Regions from separate parts of the Hordeum vulgare genome. Here region 1 is linked to region 2. A link is a contact called in public Hi-C data. All regions are on one chromosome and are shown on one strand. Each heading gives the region's core, a stretch centred on a gene start, on an enhancer-like site or on the middle of the called end of the contact. The rest is flanking DNA. Distances are from core to core; before and after follow the strand shown.

Evidence for each region. A called contact is a pair of places that touch in the nucleus more often than the background predicts.
Region 1: a Hi-C map of leaf shows a contact between it and region 2, with 2.9 times the contacts expected there. The contact joins the promoter of LOC123395598 here to the enhancer-like site in region 2. A contact is called at or near these places in 3 of 6 Hi-C or Micro-C datasets (leaf and seedling).

What each region holds. Positions count from the first base shown.
Region 1 is chr5H:425,447,090-425,450,885 of MorexV3_pseudomolecules_assembly, reverse strand. It overlaps LOC123395598, which reads left to right and starts at 2,176. Exons shown (of 2, transcript XM_045090624.1): 1 at 2,176-3,208. The coding sequence starts at 2,588.
Region 2 is chr5H:425,367,925-425,371,522 of MorexV3_pseudomolecules_assembly, reverse strand. No RefSeq gene overlaps it. Among protein-coding and RNA genes, the nearest start is that of LOC123395598, 79 kb to the left of the region's middle. Within about 2 kb of position 2,207, at least 1 of the 3 cell types and tissues checked has open chromatin away from gene starts, as enhancers often do. A contact at or near this core is called in leaf, where this site is marked.

The sequences.
Region 1 (3,796 bases), core at 927-3,426, 79 kb before region 2:
TGAGCTGAGTGTTGCTTGGATGTTTAGGCTCCTTGTGGTAGAACACGCCGACCATGTTTCAAGTTCTGCACTTGTCACTTGTGTTAAAAAAATGAATTTATTTCAGGTTTTCGATGATGTTTTTTCAGTGAAAAAAGATATTTTCATGGACTATAAGACACATGTGATGATTAAGTTTCTTGAAAATACTCATAAAAATTGAATATGCGTACATGTATTTATAGATGTGTGTTTATGTGTGTGCATACAAGTGAGTTTCTTAAAAAGTAGTGCTTCATTAGTCAATTTGTTGCTCCGACAAGCCGATTAATCAAGTCCGGCTTGGACATCTGAAAAGACATATCTTTGGGGGTTCATCTATCCGTAAAACAATAGATCTAATCCCTTCATTCTTAAGTATATTTTTAGAAATTTTAATAGAGGATTACGTACGAAGCAAAATGAATGAACTTACACTCTAAAATATATCTATATACATACGTATATAGTTCTCTATTGAAATGTCTAAAAAAAACTTGCATTTAGAAATGGAAGGAGTACATAACAGTTCGATTGATCTCATACCACCATACTCAAAATTTGGACCAGATCTTATGCAGAATGATAGAGATCACAGTTTTTTGAAGGGATAGAGATCACAGTTTTAGTTGTGTGCTTGGCATATTTCTGTTTTATGTGAGCACTTACTTTAGTGTACTGAAAGCTAATTCTGTTGAACTAACTGAGCCCTGAACTCCGTGAGCTTTATTTGGTTAACCGAGGCCCGATTGGAAATCATTGTACCAAGATTTTTCTTCTAGTTGACTTAACTTAGCATTTGAAAAGCTAATGGCAATCTCAATGCGTATTTTTTACATCATAGACACCATACAAGATCGCACCCGATCAAATGTTACACCAAGGCACAATCTCGAAATAAAAAGTAAGCAGGTCATCATTAGTGCCACAATGGAGCTCATGAGTAGTATACACTCCTATAACATCTAAGGGCATCTCCAACATTGATCCTAAAACACACATGGTTTCCACCCGCTGGTACGGACGCGTCCGTGGATAGTGATAGAGAGTCGGCCATCCAACCATGCATGCATATATTTTAAACCGGATTTAAACAAACCAGAGGAGTATGATGCAAACCAGATGATTTTCATGTAAATGTGAGCACAATCATTATATTTTCAATGTATTCTATTTAAAAGCGATCATATCTAAACCTAGTCTAAATCTACGGCGATGGCCATCCGCCAAGTCCTTGTTACGCCCCTCCCCCTCCCCGACTCAAGTCGGGCGACCGAGATGAGATTCGAGAAGTGAAGGTGCGATCGACAGTGCATGGGCAATACCGACTCACTTCAAAATCGAGGCCCCGTCGTCTTCCATGCCCTACTCGTCCCCATCGAGTTTGCGACATGTTCTCGACGAGTGGATGTGAGCTAGATAATGGACGTGGACGGGTCGGCCTCACCGTCGTACCGGCATCAACGAAACATAGTTGGCGGTATGAACGACGCGCAACTGCCGGCATTCTCGTCTGCGATCATCCGTGCCACCTCCACGTCCGACTTCACCGTGACCGCGTTGCAGTCTATGTGAGAGTGTGTGGCCCCGTACCTCGCCCATTGCTCGGCGATGAAGATGGGTTCTCCACAGGGCTGGGCCGTCATGAATGCGACGCTCGCGCTTTGAACGACATTAATGCACGACAACCATGCACAAGCGCGAAAGAGATTTTCGGATGGATCCGGGTCTCAAATGAATGCGTGACGATGATCCGGACGTCCAACAAAGCTCCTCTGATTTGCTTTTGGTTTACATGAAAACAAACGTTCGGACCAGACGTGCAGCAAAATTCCCCCGGTTTGCTTTTGGTATACAGGAAAACGGACATTTAGACCGGACGTCCGGCAAAGCTTCCCTTAGTTTGCTTTCTGGTTTAAAAAAAACAGACGTTTGGATCGGACCGCTACAGTTGGAGATGCCCTAACTTGCCTTCATATTTTTCACGTGAATCAGAGCACACACTAATCATGCATATCGCGTTAGTGGTTTGTTGCTAGTCACACTATGACACATAAAGGGAAGAAAAAAAAGACATACTTCATGAAAAAAGTAGTGCGATCCATACGTAGTGTGCACATATATCGTAGTTAAAGAAATAAAAAAGCAGTGTGATCCATAAACCGTACGGAAAAAGTTTCATGCTGATAAAAGAGAAGCGTACAAAAAGGAATACGAAACAACAACACTATTATACGCGAAAGTATTTATTAACGATCACACAATGGGAACACCTAGTATTAGTAGTACAAATTAGGGGAGCGTCGGAACAGCGTGCCTTCCTTTTTCAGTCGTAGCATAGCAACAGTAGCCAACGGAACGGATGTCCATTTAAGTATTTGACCCCGAGCCTCCGGGCAGAGCAGAGCACCTTTATAACTCCCAGCTCCGTTTCCCTCACACGTACGGTAACGGGTAACCAAAACCAACCCCCCACTCTCAGCTCCCCGCTAATCATCTACGCGCGACCTCGCAGGCGTTCAGCCGTTGCGCACGGAGCCAAGCTAAGCTAGCCAGGCAAGGCGGTGGCATGGGGAACGCTCTGGCCGGCAGGCGGCGGGCGGCGAAGGTGATGACGGTGGACGGCGCCACGTTCCGGTACAAGACGCCGGCGGCGGCCGGCGCGGCGCTGCGCGGCCACCCGGGCCACCAGCTGCTCGAGTCCGAGGAGGTGCGGCGGCTCGGCGTCCGCGCCCGCCCGCTCGACCGCGACGCCGCGCTCAAGCCGGGCAAGCTCTACTTCCTCGTCCACCTCCCCCGCGGCGCCGCCGGCGAGGGCGAGGGCCAGGGCCTGCGCGCGCCGCACAAGACGTGGTCGGGCGCGCTCCATGTGGGCGCCAGGGAGCGGCTGGAGAGCCTGATGCTCTCGCGCCGCACGGTGTCGGACGTGGCGTCCCTCATGCCCTCCGCCGCCAGGGAGCCGTCGTCCGTGGAGGCCGGCGCGGACGGCGCCGTGCGGCTGCGGATGCGGCTGCCCAAGTCGGAGGTGGCGCGGCTGATGAAGGAGAGCAGGGACCCCGCCGAGGCCGCCGAGCGGATCATGCAGCTCTGCGTCGCCAGGGACCAGGGCGCCGCCCCCGCGCCGCCCAAGCCCGCCGCGCTGCCGGCCTCCGCGCTCTGCACCAACAAGACCGCCATCATCAAGAAAGAGGTGAGCACCCTCCCACCCCCACCCCCACCCCCGGCCATGACCGCGACCTTCCGTGCGCGCGCGGGCACGACTTGCCATGTTACATTTCCGTCCAAGCTCGTTGAAACGATATTTTCCGTCCATCTCCATTAGGCTTGGCCGATAACGACGCCCGCCCGCCCGTCCCATACACAGACCACCAGCTCGCCGATCCTTCCCTGCTCCTCCCCCAGCAAACAGCAGACCGTTAATGGAATGACAAGGCGAACAGCAATGCGCCATGGCTCTGTCCAGACCCCCCTTTTGATCACCAACGCCAACGGAATGGATGGTGGCTCAGCACGTACGTACTACATCTTTCGAGCCGGTGAAGGATCCGTGGCAACTTGGCGCGCAGCCCCGTTCGGGGGAGTGCGGTACGTGTGGTTTTTGCCCGCCCCCCACCTTCGGCGCGCCCTTTTGACCTCCACTTCGCTTTGTTTGTTGGTCGCCCGCCCCCGATAAGCGATAAGCTCGGCCGGCTCCATCGTTCACGTGGTGCAGCATCCAGCACTGCGCAACAGCTGGTGATTGGTGAAGCTTCTCCTACCCCTACCTCCTCCGTCCCAT
Region 2 (3,598 bases), core at 958-3,457:
TGCGGTGTGTTTGTCAAGATCCGATGAATTATGGATTTATGATCAGATTATCTATGAATGTTATTTGAGTCTCCTCTGATTTCTTATATGCATGATTTCGTATCCTTGTAATTCTCTTCGAGTTATGGGTTTCGTTTGGCCAACTTGATCTATAATTCTTGCAATGGGAGAAGTGCTTGGTTTTGGGTTCATACCGTGCGGTGTCCTCACCTAGTGACAGAAGGGGTAGCGAGGCACGCATCATGTTGTTGCCATCAAGGGTAAAAGATGGGGTTTATATCATATTTCATGAATTTATCCCTCTACATCATGTCATCTTTCTTAAGGTGTTGCTTTGTTTGTTATGAACTTAATACACTAGATGCATGCTGGATAGCGGTCGATGTGTGGAGTAATAATAGTAGATGCAGAAAGCATCGGTCTACTTGTCTCGGACGTGATGCATATATGTATGATCATTGCCTTGGATATCATCATGACTTTGCGCGATTCTATGAATTGCTCGACAATAATTCGTTCACCCACCGTAATACTTGCTATCATGAGAAAAGCCTCTAGTGAACACTATGGCCCCCGGGTCTATTTTACACATCATATATTCAGATCTACATACAAAAATACCAAAAATACCTTGCTACATTTTTATTTATTTATTTATATTTACCTATTATCATGATCAGATCTCACTTTACAAGTAATCGTAAAGGGATTGACAACCCCTTTATCGCGTTGGGTGCCAGTTTGTTTGTTTTTGCGCAGGTGTCTTGGTGCCTCATCTTGATACTCCTACTGAATTGATACTCAAACTGAGGAAAATACTTATCTCTACTTTGCTGCATCACCCTTTCCTCTTCAAGGGAAAAATCAATGCAAACTCAAGAAGTAGCAATGAACTCGAGCAAGTCAAGAAAACAGAGGAGAGAAAGGGAAAACAGAGAGCTTGGGCTCGGGCTGGACAAAGCAGTATATATAGGGATACTTTTAGTCCCGGTTGGTGATACAAACCGGGACTAAAGACCTATATCTAGTCCCGGTTTGTATTACCAACCGAGACTAATGACCCTCGCAAGGGCCCCAGCCTGACAAAATTCTGCCACCACCTCTTTAGTCCCGGTTGGTAACATCAACCGGGACTAGATGTTACTAATAAACTGGGACTAAAAGCATTCCTCACGAACCGGGACTAATGGTCACATTGATCCCGGTTCAAGAGCAAACCGGGATTAATAATCGAAACGTAAAACATGTTTTCTACTAGTGTACGCGTGCACCCTATATGCGCCAAAACAATTAGTAATTCAAAAAAGTTAGCAAAATTCTAAATCTTTTTTGGAACCAAACATGATTAAGTATTGCACTCATATAAAAAGTTTGGACAAGAAAATATTTCCAATGAATCCGAGACAAAAAAAACAAGTTTAATTATGATGACAATATAGCGTGTATAGTACTTGTATATAGCGATTTTTGCCGAATCTTCGATCCACGATGCAACAGAAGTCATTCTTTGATGAATCCTTTTATACAACTACAATACTTATCATGTTTAATACCAAAAAAGATTTACAATTTTTTAAACTTTTTCTAAATTACTATTTTTTTTCATATAAGGTGAGCTGGCACCCAGGTTCTCCTTTGTATTTTCCGTTTTAGTACTAGCAAGCACAACGAGGAAAAAACCCAAAGAAACACTGTACTTGGCTAGATTGTGTAAATATCCCCGCCGCTTAATCGAACGACTGTTTGGTTATCCTCGCTTGTCGTCTCTAGTCTTTGCTCGCTCTGTGTTTTGTGTGTGTCGCGACCACCATTTTGACCAGTGATGTCCCACGAGATGAACGGTGACGTTGATACGTAGTTTCACGAGCCGTCCGCCGACTACGACTATGGGGATGTGAACGGGAGCCACGAGGTCGGCTGCGCCTGGTGTTTACCCGGCGCCGTTTTCCGCCGCCGCCACTGTCGTCGCCTCTGCTTTTTGATCGACGATCTTACTCGGGAGTGAACTGCGTCCGTCGGCGGTCGGCATCGCTTCATCGCTCATCGGTGGGCTGAAAATATTACGGATAAGAGGATGATTAGCTTGTCGCTTTGTCTGTGTACTTGATCTGGTCATGTGAATATTCCGCCGCCTAATCGGTGCGCGCCTGCCGTCTCTACAAGAATCAATCATGATTAACAGGGACGTACGACGTTCAGTTTTCTTTTGCGCCCACAACCTACTACACGCATGATAACGGGAAGCACGCGGCCGGCTGGCCTGGCGTTTACCCGGCGCCGTTTTCCGCCGCCGCTGCATCTGCTTTCGATCCGTCGAAGAAATCTCGTTCGAAGGTGACCGCTGCGTCGGCGTCGCGTCGAAGGTGACCAGACCAGTGGGCGAAGAAGTTTCGGATAAGAGCAGGCCGCGCGCCTGCGTCCAGAGAAGACCAATGGAACAGCAGCGCAGCGGGTCTGCAGCACGCGCGTTGCGCAGAGAAATGAGCAAAACTAGTGATAACATACAGTTAAGAGTTAACAGAAGCCAAGTTCTCATCGCATAAGGTATATGGATTTCTTTATTTCATGTATTTGTTGTTGAACATTCAAACATTGTGGGCAGTTCTCTCGGACTCAAATAGGTAGCATGACCGTGTTGGCTTTTGAACGTGCGTATGCACCGTATAGGTGTGCCTACGCGATTTTTGCTTCGGCCAGCAACTTGACGGAACTTGCGTAACTAGCGACACGAATAAAACTGATCAATGGATTCGATGGCTAAAGGCATGTGTCGAGCCTTTTCTTTGTATTGCTTTTCGTTTTTCTGGTGTTACAATCAACACCTCTAGGGTGCCTTTTATACACGTCCACAAGGAACTATGAAAATAGACTAGGACTAGGAATCCTAATACTACTAGGACTTGGTTTGGCTTTCTTTCCTAATCCTACAAGGAACAACATGATTAACTTCTACATTCACCTCCTTAATCTTGTTGCTTGACTTCACTTCTTGCACTCCGACTTTCTTCCTCATCTCGATGAACTTCTGTCGACCGAGGGACTTGGTGAAAATATCAGCAAGTTGGTCTTTCGTGTTCACATGTTGAACCTCGATCAACACTTCTTCAATGCACTCCCGGATGTGGTGGAACCGGGTATCTATGTGCTTACTCCTTTTGTGATGAACCAGATTTTTGCACAACGAGATTGCAGCTTGGTTATCGATCTTCAGTGACACCTTCTGCACCTCCCGCTTTGCAAGAATAGCTAGAAGTCTTCTCAGCCACACTGCTTGACAAGCCGCCGTGCTTGCAGCTATGTATTCTGTCTCGCATGAAGACAGTGCCACCACGTTTTGTTTCTGAGAATTCCAGCTAATCGGATTCGGGCCAAGGTAGAAAATCATGTCCGTTGTGCTCTTTCGGTCATCAACATCACCTGCCATGTCACTATCTGAATATCCACGAAGGATTAATCCTTCCTTTCCCTTTCTGTACGTACAACCAAGATTAATGGTGCCTTTCACATAGCGCAAGATTTGATTGACCGCGCTCATGTGCTCGGTTGTCGGATTCTCCATGAAACGACTCATGATCCCGACTGAATAAGCCAAGTCAGG